Linked DNA regions of Mus musculus: regions 2, 3, 4 and 5 are each linked to region 1. The links are chromatin contacts, called in public Hi-C and HiChIP or PLAC-seq maps. All regions are on one chromosome and are shown on one strand. The core of a region is the stretch at or near the end of the contact, and the rest is flanking DNA. Distances in the headings are between cores, read along the strand shown.

The links. A called contact is a pair of places that touch in the nucleus more often than the background predicts. HiChIP or PLAC-seq counts read pairs in DNA pulled down with a chosen protein or histone mark.
Region 2: a contact with region 1 is called in an H3K4me3 HiChIP or PLAC-seq map of embryonic forebrain, with 3 times the contacts expected there. The contact joins the promoter of Trnt1 here to the promoter of Lrrn1 in region 1. A contact is called at or near these places in 2 of 39 promoter capture datasets (cranial neural crest and embryonic stem cells) and 4 of 115 datasets of contacts at active chromatin or transcription factors (embryonic forebrain, embryonic hindbrain, embryonic stem cells and 1 more).
Region 3: a Hi-C map of cerebellum shows a contact between it and region 1, with 2.2 times the contacts expected there. The contact joins the enhancer-like site here to the promoter of Lrrn1 in region 1. A contact is called at or near these places in 3 of 39 promoter capture datasets (hippocampal neurons, pre-B cells and stem cell-derived epiblast-like cells), 2 of 484 Hi-C or Micro-C datasets (cerebellar granule neurons and cerebellum) and 5 of 115 datasets of contacts at active chromatin or transcription factors (differentiating embryonic stem cells, embryonic forebrain, forebrain and 2 more).
Region 4: an H3K4me3 HiChIP or PLAC-seq map of neural tube shows a contact between it and region 1, with 5 times the contacts expected there. The contact joins the enhancer-like site here to the promoter of Lrrn1 in region 1. A contact is called at or near these places in 3 of 39 promoter capture datasets (hippocampal neurons, pre-B cells and stem cell-derived epiblast-like cells), 2 of 484 Hi-C or Micro-C datasets (both in cortical neurons), 4 of 115 datasets of contacts at active chromatin or transcription factors (embryonic forebrain, embryonic hindbrain, forebrain and 1 more) and 1 of 9 other capture datasets (embryonic stem cells).
Region 5: a contact with region 1 is called in an H3K4me3 HiChIP or PLAC-seq map of neural tube, with 6 times the contacts expected there. The contact joins the enhancer-like site here to the promoter of Lrrn1 in region 1. A contact is called at or near these places in 6 of 39 promoter capture datasets (cranial neural crest, embryonic stem cells, hippocampal neurons and 2 more), 9 of 115 datasets of contacts at active chromatin or transcription factors (craniofacial prominence, differentiating embryonic stem cells, embryonic forebrain and 6 more) and 1 of 9 other capture datasets (embryonic stem cells).

The regions. Positions count from the first base shown.
Region 1 is chr6:107,528,328-107,531,179 of GRCm38.p6, reverse strand. Lrrn1 (leucine rich repeat protein 1, neuronal) reads right to left here and starts at 1,454. Exons shown (of 2, transcript NM_008516.4): 1 at 937-1,454.
Region 2 is chr6:106,767,636-106,770,487 of GRCm38.p6, reverse strand. Trnt1 (tRNA nucleotidyl transferase, CCA-adding, 1) reads right to left here and starts at 1,350. Exons shown (of 9, transcript NM_001242358.1): 1 at 1,232-1,350; 2 at 485-658. The coding sequence starts at 632.
Region 3 is chr6:106,919,727-106,922,578 of GRCm38.p6, reverse strand. No RefSeq gene overlaps it. Among named protein-coding and RNA genes, the nearest start is that of Gm34873, 51 kb to the left of the region's middle. Within about 2 kb of position 1,493, at least 2 of the 459 cell types and tissues checked have an H3K27ac peak or open chromatin away from gene starts, as enhancers often do. A contact at or near this core is called in cerebellar granule neurons and cerebellum, where this site is marked.
Region 4 is chr6:106,984,429-106,987,280 of GRCm38.p6, reverse strand. All of the region lies in intron 2 of Gm34873 (a long non-coding RNA gene), which reads right to left. Among named protein-coding and RNA genes, the nearest start is that of Gm34873, 14 kb to the right of the region's middle. Within about 2 kb of position 1,495, at least 19 of the 459 cell types and tissues checked have an H3K27ac peak or open chromatin away from gene starts, as enhancers often do. A contact at or near this core is called in neural tube, where this site is marked.
Region 5 is chr6:107,011,851-107,014,702 of GRCm38.p6, reverse strand. No RefSeq gene overlaps it. Among named protein-coding and RNA genes, the nearest start is that of Gm22418, 12 kb to the right of the region's middle. Within about 2 kb of position 1,507, at least 18 of the 459 cell types and tissues checked have an H3K27ac peak or open chromatin away from gene starts, as enhancers often do. A contact at or near this core is called in neural tube, where this site is marked.

The DNA.
Region 1 (2,852 bases), core at 205-2,704:
CGAACTTTCCAATCTACCCAGTGTGCAGGGCACCTCTTGGCTGCTAGGCTTTCGGTAGAGGGTTGGGGGCGGGGGGAGGAAGGGAGGGAACCCAGCCAGCCAAGGACTTCCCTCTGAGGTAGCGGTGACCGCAGGAACCTAGGAAGCACCGAATCAGTAGGCAGCAGCCCACACCCCTCTCCTTGCAGCACAAAGGACACTCGCTGGCAAACTTTCCTAGTCACTGACCCCAGAGCAGAATGCCTGGAAAAGATCAAGACTTCCCTGAAATTTCCACGTCTGTAGCAAGCCTCCTTAAGGGAGCTACCCCTTCTAGGCTCAAAACAGTTTTCTCCTCCTTGGACCACATAACAGTTGAGTATGTTCTCCCCAATGCTCTGACTTCAGTATCCTCAGTGTTTTGTTAATTACACTCCTTGCTCTTTATTCTTAGCATCGTAGCCTCTGCCGAGACCTTTTCCTCTCCCCACAACCTGCCACCTTTCTTTCCTTTTGACCCCATTTCCAACTCCCTGGGTCTTCTGTCTGCTCTCTTCCCAGGTCCCCAGCTTCTTTCCCCTGATCACAGCACCAAGCCTTCTCTTCTCTTTCCCCCTCTGATGGGTCCCTGAGATCCTGGGGCCTCAGCTCCAGTCACTGCCTTTTGCCCATTTCTGTCTGGCCTTTCTTCTCAACTATTGCTCTCGCTCGCCCTGCTTCATTTTGAAGGCAAGAGGGTGATCGGTAGATTCTCCTTTCCCGACTTCGTTTTTCCTCCTTGCTCGAGAAACCGCGCCCCCTTGTTCCCCTTAGCCCTGAGATCTTATCCCGAGGTTTCTCAAACGCAGTAGGGTCCGCCAAGCTGCCAAGTTTGTCTCTACTTCCTCCCTGCTGCCTCCCACACCTCCCGCTGCCTCCCACACCTCCTGCTGCGGCCCAGTTGGTCCGGGCACTTACCCTAAGGCTGGGCTGACAGGGGTGTTGGGGTGCGCACGGAGCGGGTGGTGGTGGCAGCAGCAGCCACTAGCCGGAGGATGAGGACCGGCAGAGCAGCGCCTCCACCCAGCCCGCAGCGCGCACTGGCTCCTTGGGGGACCCCCAGCAGAGCACCAAGATGCAAGGCGAGACAGCCGCGGGAGCAACAGCTGCTGCGCGGGGCTGGGCTAAATCGCGTTCTTGGGGGTCGTGGTAGAGACAGGCGGGAATAGGAAAGAGGGTAGAAGAAATGGGGTGCAGAGGGCGGGGCAGCGAAGGATCGGTCTCAAGGAAGGCGCCCGAGGCGCCTCGGAGTGCGGTGGCAAGGATGCCACTGTCTGGGAGGACGCCGCGGGCCCCGGTCCCCGCCCGACAAGCGCTGCAAACCGGGGCGCACGGCCCTCGCCTGGCTTCACGGCTTGCTGCCGGCGCCCTCCGTGCGCCCCGCTTTGTGCTCCCCGCAGCCGGCGTGCACCTGGTGTAAGCAAAAGCGGTCAGCTGATGGGCTGCGCGCCGATTGGCTGCTTAGCGGTCTCCTCCCCTCCCGCCCGACCCCCTTCCCGGCCTCCCCCTCCCGCCCTCCCGCCCGCTACGCCCGCCTAGGCGCAGTCCCGCGCTGGGGCACCATCTGTAGCCCGCCCAACAAAGGGGCAGCTCGGGCCCGCCACCCTGGGCCTGCCAGATCGCTGCAATGCCACTACAGCCGCTGCAGGGAGCAGAGAGCCACTCCTTTTTTCTTTTTTTCATTTTCTTCTTTTTTAAAAAAATAGGGACGAAAGACTGTGACTGGGAGAGGAAGGCAAGGACAGGGGAAGAACCCTTGTAGGAACGCCATAGTCTCCATGGGACTGCAATGGAGTTTTAAGTATGAGATCTGACCCATCCTTTGGAGATAGTTGGCTATGTGGTGCATACATACATACCCGCAGCTGAAATGGTTAATGCCCTTGCCGAACCCAGGGTAGTTCTGTGACCCTTAATTGCGAGGCAAAGCCACTGTGAAATTCTGGAGGCTTTCTGGAAACAATTCTGAAACTTTGAAACTGTGTAGTGTCTGTTTGGTTAGGTGTGAAACTTGTGTTCACATTAGCAGAGGATTGATTGAAAGTGCAGACTGCAGAGCGGTGTGAGGGCAAGGGTGGTGGGAGGCAGGCAAGAGTGTGGAAGGGAGGGTGGAAGTGGTTGAAGACTAGACCTGAACCAGGGTCTCAACTTCAAAGTGACAATCCAAAGCAAGGTTCAGGAAAAGCCTTTGATAAGTGCTATTGGGGGAATCAGCTTTAAGAGAGAGAGAGAGAGAGAGAGAGAGAGAGAGAGAGAGCATCAGCAACTTTGAGAAAGAGAACCTGATTTTATTTCCCCGGGATACTCAAGTCAAGAAATTCTGGGGAATTTGTGAAAGGATGGACCATGTAGAGACTGCCTTATCCAGGGATCCACCCCATAATCAGCATCCAAACGCTGACACTATTGCATACACTAGCAAGATTTTATCGAAAGGACCCAGATGTAGCTGTCTCTTGTAAGACTATGCCGGGGCCTAGCAAACACAGAAGTGGATGCCCACAGTCAGCTAATGGATGGATCACGGGGCTCCCAATGGAGGAGCTAGAGAAAGTACCCAAGGAGCTAAAGGGATCTGCAACCCTATAGGTGGATCAACATTATGAACTAACCAGTACCCCGGAGCTCTTGACTCTAGCTGCATGTGTATCAAAAGATGGCCTAGTCGGCCATCACTGGAAAGAGAGGCCCATTGGACACACAAACTTTATATGCCCCAGAACAGGGGAACGCCAGGGCCAAAAAGGGGGAGTGGGCGGGTAAGGGAGTGGGGGTGGGTATGGGGGACTTTTGGTATAGCATTGGAAATGTAAATGAGCTAAAATACCTAATTT
Region 2 (2,852 bases), core at 101-2,600, 760 kb after region 1:
TCAGCAGGTTTTAAATTGCAGTTCTATATTTAGATTTACAGGCTTTTTAGGTGCACACACAGAAAAAGAGGGAAAAAAATCTATTTCCTTCTGTTCTCTCAGAGAGCAATACAACAAAGGAAAACAGAGCTTCGTTGTTAACAAATCAGATGACATCAGACTCTATAATTTAAAACCCAGCTCCTTCAATTACAGAAACAGACAGGCACTTCACTTCCCAAGCACGTGTTCTCTTCTGTTCAGAACACATATCTAAAGCTCTTGGGTCTCATTACATAATGTATGGTAAATGGAATTTCTTGGAGGACACAGAAAAGTTGTGCTTCATGCTGCAGTCAACTTCCCACCATTCTCAATATACCCCAAGTTGGCCTGTCTTTCATTGGCGCTACAAAAATATCCCAACACTGACAGAAAGATGTCTGCCTCGTCCTTTTCTGCAGTTAACAACTCCAAAGCCCAGAGGACAATCTTAACTTCTCACCTGTCAGGCTCTTCAATCCTTCGGTGAAAAGGGACTGGAATTCTGGGGACTGCAACTTCATTGTAAACAGGTATCGCTTCAGAAGGCACAATCTACTCCAACTACACCTCAGGACCTGCCTGTGCCAAGGATACAGGACGCTCTGCATCTGGAGACAAGTCGCCAATCACACATCTAAGGCGCAAACACACAGGTAACGCCAATTACACTTCAAAAGGAGGGCCAACAAACGCTGTCCGAAATGAAAGTGATCCTTTCAGGAACGCTAAACCACTTCGGTGGCAGCTACCCAAGTACTCTTGCTATGATTACTATATGGGAAGCAGGAGGGATTTGGAGTGCCAGAAAATAAAATATTAGATCGGCAGCAACAGCAGGTTTCCAAAAAACACATCAGTTGCACGTGCTCACCACCCTCCTCCCCTACCCAGGGTCGGCCTCAAGGTTACAGCATGCCAAGTTGGAACTCTGCGGGGTTGCCTCAGCAATTCTCGCCGCATGCCCGACCTCTAAGAGGTGGGAGCTCTTAAAGGGCCCCAAGAAAAGTAGCGCGCCGCGAGGACAGCGACGCTCAAGCCGGTCGCGTATCTGAGATAGCGACTTTCTCCCCTAACTCTGGAAAACTGCGGGGAACCGGCCCTGAGATACGACCGCCGCCCACGGCTCAATGAAGAGAGACCGGGCGTTGCCTAGAGTAGGGAGCAGCCTCCACCTCCCGCCATCTCCCAAGGACGCGTTCAGACGCACGCTGCACAGCCAGGTCGCCAAGGTGTCTTAGAAACGTGGCGCTCCTACTCCGAAGACCCGCTTACCCGCCTGCTGCCCGGGCCGCACGCGCACTTCCGGGTCGCGGACCAGTGACGTCAGCACGCACGAAGAGCCGCAGCGAATGAGAAGCCACTGAGGGTCCCACCCACTTCCTCTGGGCGGGGCTAGGCTTTACTAAGTGGAGCCAGTTCCTCCTGCGCCTGCGCGCATGACAGGCAGTGGGGTTTTTTTTTTTGTTTGTTTTTTGTTTTGTTTTGTTTTTTCGGGCTTTAGATAGAGAAAGCAATCAAGGTTCTTGTCTTGGTGCTTGAGATGGGGTCGACTTGCTTTATCTTAGCAGTTAACAGCTTTTCGTAAACTTCGCCACCGGCAACAGGAAGAACTTTGATTTTATTCAGTCCTATGCATAGTGGAGAGATTGGCAGAGAATAAAAAGACAAACCTGTGGCTTAAACTTCCTTAACCTTCCTAGTTTTCCTTGAAAAACGCATACGCCATAGTATTTCTGTGTTTTCTGTCACCCTGCCTCTTAACTTCAGGGGTCATGGGTATCTAATTTTTTAAACGACAGACTAACTATCCCATTCAAGATTCACAAACACCGATAATGGAGTCCAAAGCCTGAATCTCAGATCCCATGGCCCTGCACACTTAAGTAGATATTTGGATAAATTCTATTAAAGAGAGAGAGAGAGAGAACTGCACTGACGTAAGACAGGATGTTTAACAATCTCCAATTAATATCAACAAATAACAAAAAAAAATATTAACAAACTGAATTGCACGACATCCAGAGGATTTGTCCATAAGTTTGGGAATAAATGTCATGAATTAAAGTTGGAGTTAATGTTCAGAAACCAGTTGAGGTAACTCCCATACCAACAGACCCTAAAAGAAGAGCCATTAAGTCACCCTAGAGACACAAAAGAGCTCTTGTGTTTTATACAGTCACTCAGAAAATTAAGGTTAAAATTACACAATGGAGTACTACTCAGCTATTAAAAAGAATGAATTTATGAAATTCCTGGCCAAATGGATGGACCTGGAGGGCATCATCCTGAGTGAGGTAACACATTCACAAAGGAACTCACACAATATGTACTCACTGATAAGTGGATATTAGCCCAAAACCTAAGATACCCAAGATATAAGATACAATTTCCTAAACACATGAAACTCAAGAAAAATGAAGACTGAAGTGTGAACACTATGCCCCTCCTTAGAAGTGGGAGCAAAACACCCTTGGAAGGAGTTACAGAGACAAAGTTTGGAGCTGAGATAAAAGGATGGACCATGTAGACACTACCATATCCGGGGATCCATCCCATAATCAGCTTCCAAATGCTGACACCATTGCATACACTAGCAAGATTATGCTGAAAGGACCCTGATATAGCTGTCTCTTGTCAGAGTATGCCTGGGCCTAGCAAACATAGAAGTGGATGCTCACAGTCGGCTATTGGATGGATCACATGGCCCCCAATGAAGGAGCTAGAGAAAGTACCAAAGAAGCTAAAGGGATCTGCAACCCTATAGGTGGAACAACACTATGAACTAACCAGTACCCCGGAGCTCTTGACTCTAGCTGCATATGCATCAA
Region 3 (2,852 bases), core at 244-2,743, 610 kb after region 1:
TATGGTTATTACTAATAGTTTGATGGCAGACACTAAATGTTTCTGGACAACTATTTTTTCATGCTTTAGCTTATTGCTATCATGTGTCAGCCTTCCCTTTCAAATCCATTATCATTCCTGGCTACAGTGATCATTGGAGGTTTGGGCATGTGGTCCAGGCTAACCAATGACATGCAAACTTTAGATTTGATGGTTATTTCAGAGACAGGTACTTCTCCTTCCACCATGCATCAGCTCACAAGGAAATAGGCTGTGGCCATTAAAAAAACGGAAAGCCAAGATTATATAAAGCTAATCCAAATGATCACAGTGAAAACCATAGTTCAGGAACTAGAGAGGTGGCTCAGCAGTTAAGAAAGCATATTTCTCTCCCAAATTGGGTGATCACAATAGCTTGTAACTCTAGCTCCAGGGGATCCAACTCCCACTTCTACCTTCTGTAGCCACCTGCATGCAAGGTCATTCCTCTCATCCACATCCACATCTAATTAAAAATAAGAATTAAATAAACATACTGTAAATATGTGTGATACCAAAAAGTGTGTGTGTGTGTGTGTTTTGTCTGTGGCTATTATTGTTTTGCTTGAACTAGTACAAGTTGCACTTAACATGCTTTCTATTGTTCTCACAGAAAGTTTGGAATTTTAATTCATACCTTGAAAGTTTTAATGGAGAGTTATTTCAGGTCAAATGTGAATGAGCAAACAGTATTAATCAAAAATAGTGATCCCACTCAGCTGGAACAGCCAGAAACTGTTATCATAAAGGATTTTTTCACTTTTACTTTGTGAGGATTAGAGATATGACAGCTTACGATGAAAATTATGACGTTATTCTTCCTCCCTTGTTATGGATTTGACCAAGGTAAATCACAGCATTTATGAAATATAAAAATAGCAAATTGTAAGATTAATCCCAACAGTTAACAACTCAGTGAAATGGACGCTGGAAATCTCTTGCCACAATACTTTAGTTTCCTTGGACTGTCAGGTTAGTAGAGTGGGTTACTCATTTACTAAAGCTTGGGAAATGCAGAGATTGAGCTCATCCCTTCTCAGAAGCAAAGGATAAAAAGGGTTTCTAAGCACAGGTATCTGCAGAGAAGGTAAATCTTGCCTCAGCGAGCTAATCCTACGGCAGACTATTGGTCTTCATTCTCTTTCTAAGACAATATCTTCTCCCTCTTGTGTTCCTGTTTCAGAAAGAATCTCCATTAGCTTTTCTGATCAACTTCCATCTTCATGACTCCAAGAGTGTCATCCCTCTCAGACTCAGCCAGTCATAGTTACCCCTTCTGATCACAGCCATAGTGATTAGTCTAGGCTGTACACATCTGAAATAAAACAAATGATCAAAACAGTTACAGATCTGTCTTTTGTAAGTGTCTTCTGTAGTGACAGATCTGTTAAGATTGGAGTCCAGAGCTGCCTACAGCCACAGCCAGAAACAGATGGGTGGCTGTCACGAGTAAACATTGCCACCAAGACAGGAAGAAGTCAACCTGCAGGGAAGCAGTCTTGGCAGTGTTTACAGCATTAGTGCTGGGAGTTCCGAAGCCAGCTTTGTCTGCCTCCCCATGACTTGTTATGTAAGCAAATAAATATGCTTTTACTCTTTGAGACAGAATTTTGAGATATCATCTGTGACATATAATTAATTTTCTTAGGAGATAGCATTCACCCATCATTAATATAGAAAAAACTTAGACAAACAAAATTAATTACTTCTTATTTCATTCCAATGATTAAGGTCTACCATCTTTGGGGATCTATGAACTATGTTTATAAGAACCCCATAAGTGTTTTTGCTGTTATTGTTGTTGTTTTGTTTTATTTTGCTTTGTTTTGTTTGTTTTTTGTTTTTGTTTTTGTTTTTGAAGACAGGGTTTCGCTGTGTAGTCCTAGCTGTCCTGGAATTCACTCTTTAGACCAGGCTGGCCTCAAACTCAGAAATCCACCTGCGTCTTCCTCCCAAGTGCTAGGATTAAAGGCATGAGCCATCACTGCCCAGCCCCATAAGTGTTTTTATCATGTCAGTTTCAGAAAGACTTTTTTCAATGCTCTAGGGAAAATGAGAAAGGAAGAATTGTAACTTTTGCCCAGAGACTTCTCTATTACAAACATTATTGAGAATTTCTTAGACCCTAATCTAATACAAGGACATTCTTCCAACACACACACCCTCAAGCTTTCTGTGTTTCGCCAGGGCCAAGAAGTGGGAGTGGGTGCGTGGGAGTGGGTGCGTGCATTTCTTCCTCTCCATTCTCTTCTTCCTTTTAGAAGTTAGTGCACACTTGGTTTATTTCCTAGAAGCTTTGTCTCTCACTGAGTGCTTTCCCCCATTCTTTTTTTTTTTAAATTAGGTATTTATTTCATTTGCATTTCCAATGCTATCCCAAAAGTCCCCCACGCCCAAGTGAGGATGCTTCAATCCCACTTAGAAGGGAGAACAAAATAATCATGGGAGGCAGAAGGAAGGAGGGATCTGGGTAGGAGGGGGAAGGAAGCAGGATCAGGTATTGGGGAGGGAGACAGAAGCGAAACTCAGAGGGCAAGGAAAATGAGTAGAAATATGCAGCTGCAGGGGTGGGGCAGCAGGGGAAACCTCTAGAATGTCCCAGAGACCTGGGATGTGAGAGGTTCACAGGACTCAATGTAGATGACCTTAGCCAAAATGCCCAACTGTGGGGAGATGGAACCTGACCATCTCCAGTAGTTAGACAGGGCCCCCAAGAGGGATGGGGATGCCAACCCACCTTCAATTTTTTGATCCAGAATTGTCCCTGTCTAAATGAAATGCAGGGACAAAAATGGAGCAAAGACCAAAGGAATGGCCAACCAATGGCTGGCCGA
Region 4 (2,852 bases), core at 246-2,745, 540 kb after region 1:
AATTACTAGTCTCTGGTTTTATGTGGAGTTCCGGGATCCACTTAGATTTGACCTTAGTACAAGGAGATAGGAATGGATCAATTCGCATTCTTCTACATGATAACCGCCAGTTGTGCCAGCATGATTTGTTGAAAATGCTGTCTTATGCCCCTCTACAGAGGAATGGATACAGAAAATGACACAATGGAATACTACTCAGCTATTAAAAAGAATGAATTTATGAAATTCCTAGGCAAATGGATGGACCTGGAGGGCATCATCCTGAGAGAGGTAACCCAATCACAAAAGAACTCACATGATAAGTACTCACTGATAAGTAGATATTAGCCCAAGATACAAGATACAATTTGCAAAACACATGAAACTCAAGAAGAACAAAGACCAAGAAGACCAAAGTGTGGACAGTTTGCCCCTTCTTAGAATTGGGCACAAAACACCCATGGAAGGAGTTACAGAGACAAAGTTAGGAGCTGAGACAAAAGGATGGACCATCTAGCGACTGCCATACCCGGGGATCCATCCCATAATCAGCCTCCAAGCGCTGACAACATTGCACACACTAGCAAGATTTTGCTGAAAGGACCCTGATATAGCTGTCTCTTGTGAGGCTATTCCGGGGCCTAGCAAACACAGAAGTGGATGCTCACAGTCAGCTATTGGATGGATCACAGGGTCCGCAATGGAGGAGCTAGAGAAAGTACCCAAGGAGCTAAAGGGGTCTGCAACCCTATAGGTGGAACAACAATATGAACTAACCAGTACCCCCTGGAGCTCGTATCTCTAGCTGCATATGTATCAGAAGTTGGCCTAGTTGGCCATCACTGCAAAGAGAGGCCCATTGGTCATGCAAACTTTATATGCTTCAGTACAGGGGAATGCCAGGGCCAAGAAGTGGGAGTGGGGCATAGGGGAGTTGGGGGGGAGGGTATGGGGGATGTTTGGGGTAGCATTAGAAATGTAAATGAAGAAAATACCTAATTAAAATAAAATTTAAAAAAAAAACTGAAAAAAAAAGAAAAGAAAAGAAAAAGAAATTGCCAGTCATGGGTGTAGTTTCTCTTGAAGATAAGTAAGGAGCAAACACCCCTTTCTCTGATCTTGTGTCTTCTTCATAGAATCTCCCTGAAGGCATAAAGTGTCAGCTGGGCACCTGTACTTTGCTTTGAGTCCAAGCTTGGTGTAGTAACAATTCTATCTCATAGTTCTATATCCTAGAGTGAGAGGACAGTGTCTCTACATAGAATGGACTCATAGTTCTATATCCCATAGTGAGAAGACAGTGTCTCTACATAGAACGGACAAATGTTTGGTGGTGAATAGATATTCATACCCTTTGTTATATCTGATTTTGAGTCCAGAGATTAATGTTAAGACTGATTTTATGGGGTTCAAGAGATTATTTCAGTTTGTAAACCCAACCTCATGTCTCTTAGCTTGAGCTGAATCATCAGATAAGCACAGGAGAGGTTTCCTGTCAGGAAATGCCTTCTGACAATGTAAATTATGCTTTCTCCTTTAAACCCCCAGCTCATCCCACAGAGCCTACACTCCCTGCGAGTAGCACTAAGTAGTGTTATTTTCAATAACTGAGTTATTTTCAATAGACAGACTCAGATGCTCATAATTCAGACTATCTGTTTTTTATTATCTCTATGACACAGCACCGAGTCTCCAGGCTTCACACAAAGATAAATGCTTATATGAGTCTTGCAATTATTCCTCCATCTACCAGCCCTATATTTATGCTGGTATACAGAGTGCAGTATAATTTAGCTCTGTCAAATGTTGCCAAGAGTCATTGTAAACCTATGAGGTAGATGGGAAGAGGAGGATTCTGAGATTTGTTGCTAAGCCTCCATCTGGTTCACAGAAGTCACTGGCCTTCTGAAGTGAGTGGCTAGAGAACCACCAACGCTAAGAGTGATGACTCATTTAAAAAGGTCAAATGACAAAGCTGTCCCCATGGAACCTGTTTGAGCAGTTTAATAAACGACTCAAAATGAGAGTTCAAGGGACTTCCTTCCAGAAGGAGAAAGGCTTAGGGATTGAAATGTCATTTAAAAGACAGAAAATCCCAGCAAATTAGTACCATGTCCCCAGAGAACATGTGTTTTGTGAGGGTCTGTTTCTGCTTTATTCACAGATGCACTTTGAATTCTGCAGGTAAAGAATTCAGACTAAGATGGTCATTCATTATGGCCTGTGATAAGAGATGGGGTAGAGCAATAACTCCCAATAGCCAGACTGTGAACTTAGTAGCCAGGAGACTATAGGTTTCTTTTAGTCTCTACATCAGCTGAGTCTTCCTCTTCTCTTTTTGTGTCACCTTGTTTGCCTTCTATGCTTTGACAGAGGACGTTGATTCCTTTGAAATACCTCACTCATTTTCTATAATCTAGAAGTTTCTATAGAGCTATTATGGTTATTTTGATGGCATTAATTATGTAGACATGTAGGTGCTGTTTCTGGTACTTCTGGGGAGGTTTACCTGGGAATAGAAGAGCTATCCTGCCTGTGGGTGGTATCATCCCGTGGGCTGGGTCACATTCTAAATAGAAAAATATAATGAAAAGCATAGGATTTTTAGAATTAGGTTTTCTACACTGGCCGAAAACAACTTGGGGTAGAAGGAGCTTATCAGCTTTCAACTCCCAGATTACCATCCATCACAGAGAGACTTCAGGGAAGGAGCATCAGGCAGGAGCCTGGAGGTTGAAACTGATACAGAGGCGATGCAGAGACACTACTTACTTTTACTTACTGCTGTGGTCCCCATGGCTTGCTCATCCTGCTCTCTGATAGCTCCTAGGGCTATCTCCCCAAAGGAGGCCCCACCCACATCAATCACCAAC
Region 5 (2,852 bases), core at 258-2,757, 520 kb after region 1:
CCACACCCTCAATGAGGAACGGCTGTCTTTCCATGTGCCACTATAAGTTCCAGCATCTCTTTAGGTCAGCTTTGCAGGGTTTTTCTCCTCCAGAATGGCAAACCTCAAACAAATCCTCTGAATCCTGTATTCTTGGACTCATCCCAGTAATTCTACCCTTTCTGCCATCATTTGGTGCCTTTATTTTCCTCTGGCCCAAGCTTAAATGGTTGTATTTATCAAATGTTGCAATCTATATTATCCTAACAATAACTGTGGTAAGTACAAGGCTTATTCCTGATTTTTCAAAGCATAGAATATAAATTAATATGGAAATATCTAGTAAGATGAAATGGCCATTTTTCTGGCTGTGACTTTAAAACTCATTGATTCCAGAGAGATGGAGATGGGAAAAGAAGTGGATGCAGAGGTGGAGGCAGAAGCAGAAACAAAGAGACACAGAATAAAACATCAAGGAGTATATTGAAGCATCAATTCAATACTTGATGTTTAGTATTTAGTATCCAGAAATCTCAGTGCAACAATGGACTATTATACTAGAAATATAATTCACATTATATTTAATTATTTTTGAAACTTTTATTAGTTTACTTAATCTAGGAAGATAAGCATTTAATATTTAGTGTGGCTTCTTTTGGGGCCCTCAATATGCTAACAGAACCAATTCCAGTCTCCTGCTATCTCAGTTCTCAGTGTGTTGTCTCTGTTCTCAAATTATATGTGCTGGCTCCCAAGGGTCCTGTATTTACAACCTTACCATTATGAGCTCAATCCACAAATATCAAAAAAATCCTAGAAATTCTAATAATATCCTGTTGAGCCATTGAGCCTTTATGGATCAGTCTTTACGGTGTAAAGAATGAGATTCTGGGTTGCCCAAATGACAGCATCATTAATTGTCCTCTAGATGAAGATGGACCCCCAACCAGAAGCACAAGCTCTGGAAGTTACACTGGACTTGTTTGCTTCCAAACAACAATGACAGCACCTTCCCCCGACCCCCAACCCCGAAGCTCTTCTGGGTAGAAGGGGAGTAGATTCTCTGTAAAAGAAAACAAATGTCCACTACACCAGCCAAATAGAAACGGATGCAGTAGCTTTCCTCTGAGACACGCCTGTCTTGCTGTAGCTCTAACAGCGAACTTTGTTTTGTTTTCTTAATTTATCATGTTACCACCCATGCGCAAAAGTCTCTCTTCACACGTCCTTGTGCCCGATGCCAATCTGTTTTGCCTATTAGCACTGAAAGGTCCTTAAGACTGTTGTGCACTCAGGCAGTGGAAAAGAGCAGTGGTCTGCCCCAAGTTGATTTCTAGGGAAGTGGCTTAATCTAAACACAATATGCCATCGTGATGAGGCTCCTGCGGGCTTTAAACGCCTGGAATGGAAAGCAAGGGAAGATGGTTAGTTTAGGATCATGTTTCTGAAAAAGGCCTGGTGTTATCCATCCTGAAACTCAATGAAAATGAATTGATGAGCAGACAATAGCCAGTGTGCACAGCTGATTGATCTGTGCAGCGGGGACATCCCCAAGCTGTTTGGCAGCAAGCCGTCTTTCTTCTGTTCTTTCCTTATTAATGCAGGCGATGATAAATGGCCATGCTGACAGCCCACTACAATGAAAATAAAATCCTTGTCAGGGAGTCTTCCATCTTCTTAGGAGCAAAGAAAAACTTGCCCTGTAACCCTCCTGCAGGATTTTCTCACACAGTCTTGGCAGCGACATGTGTGTGACTGTGTGTGTGTGTGTGTGTGTGTGTGTGTGTGTGTGTGTGTGTGTGTGTGTGTGAGTGTGTGTGACCCTGTGTGTGTGTTCTCCTGAACACTGTGAGGTCACTTCAAAGAAAAGAAACTAAAAAGAGTATTAAGAAATAACCTTTGTGAACAGAAAACACCAGGCTACTTTGAGTGAGTTTATAAGGAAGCCTGAGAAAATTTAACTCTCAGAAACACGTTCAGTTTAGATAACTCAGGGAGGAGAAGGAGACTTGTATATTTTCCAAATTTTGCTTTATAAAAGATGCAGGTTGTAGAAATGGATTTAATTGTTTATGATCTAATAAAATTATATTGTGACTTATCATTCCGTCATGTCTCAAAACCCTTTCCCCATCTAAACAGTACTGTGTTTCTTCACTCAGTGCAGTCAGAAAGCAGGTATATATCTGATGATGCCCGTTATCAGCAAAGGCATGCATGTTCTAATGTTGTTGAAAACATGATGGCCTATGAGGAAAGCTAAGCTGAGAAGCTTCAGAGGGTCCCCGCAAGTTGTTAGGTCTGGATAGTAAGGCAAACTCTATGGCAGGTGCTGTTTGCTGACAATCACCACACAGACATATTAACCCACATTTCCAAGAGAAAGAATGTTTCTGCTGAATAGCTTCGGATAGCAAAAACCCAGAAGCAAGTGGCTAGCAGTGGGTAGCGTAAATAAGATATCTCTATTCAGTAAAATGACTGTTAGAACAAGGAACAGCAACATTTGTCAAAAGTAACAACAACTTCAGGGGCTGGAGAGACAGCTCAATCCTTAGACCAATTACTGTTCTTGCAGAGGCCCTGAATTCGGTTCCCTGTACTTATCTTTAACTCCAGTGCTGGGACATGATGAAATTTCAGGTTAGGCTGCCTGTCTATAAACTGCATGTTTATATGAAAAGAAAAGAAAAAGAAAAAGAAAAAAAAATGAACATAGTATGTGTACTGATTCCAGATGGTTGTACTGATGATAGAAAACCTTGCTTGGTATTGAAAACCTCCTTCTTTGTTTATACTCAACTTTCACAAAGGTTAGCTATTCATTTTTTATTTGTTTGTTAAATTTGTTTTTTTAACATCAATGTCTGTTA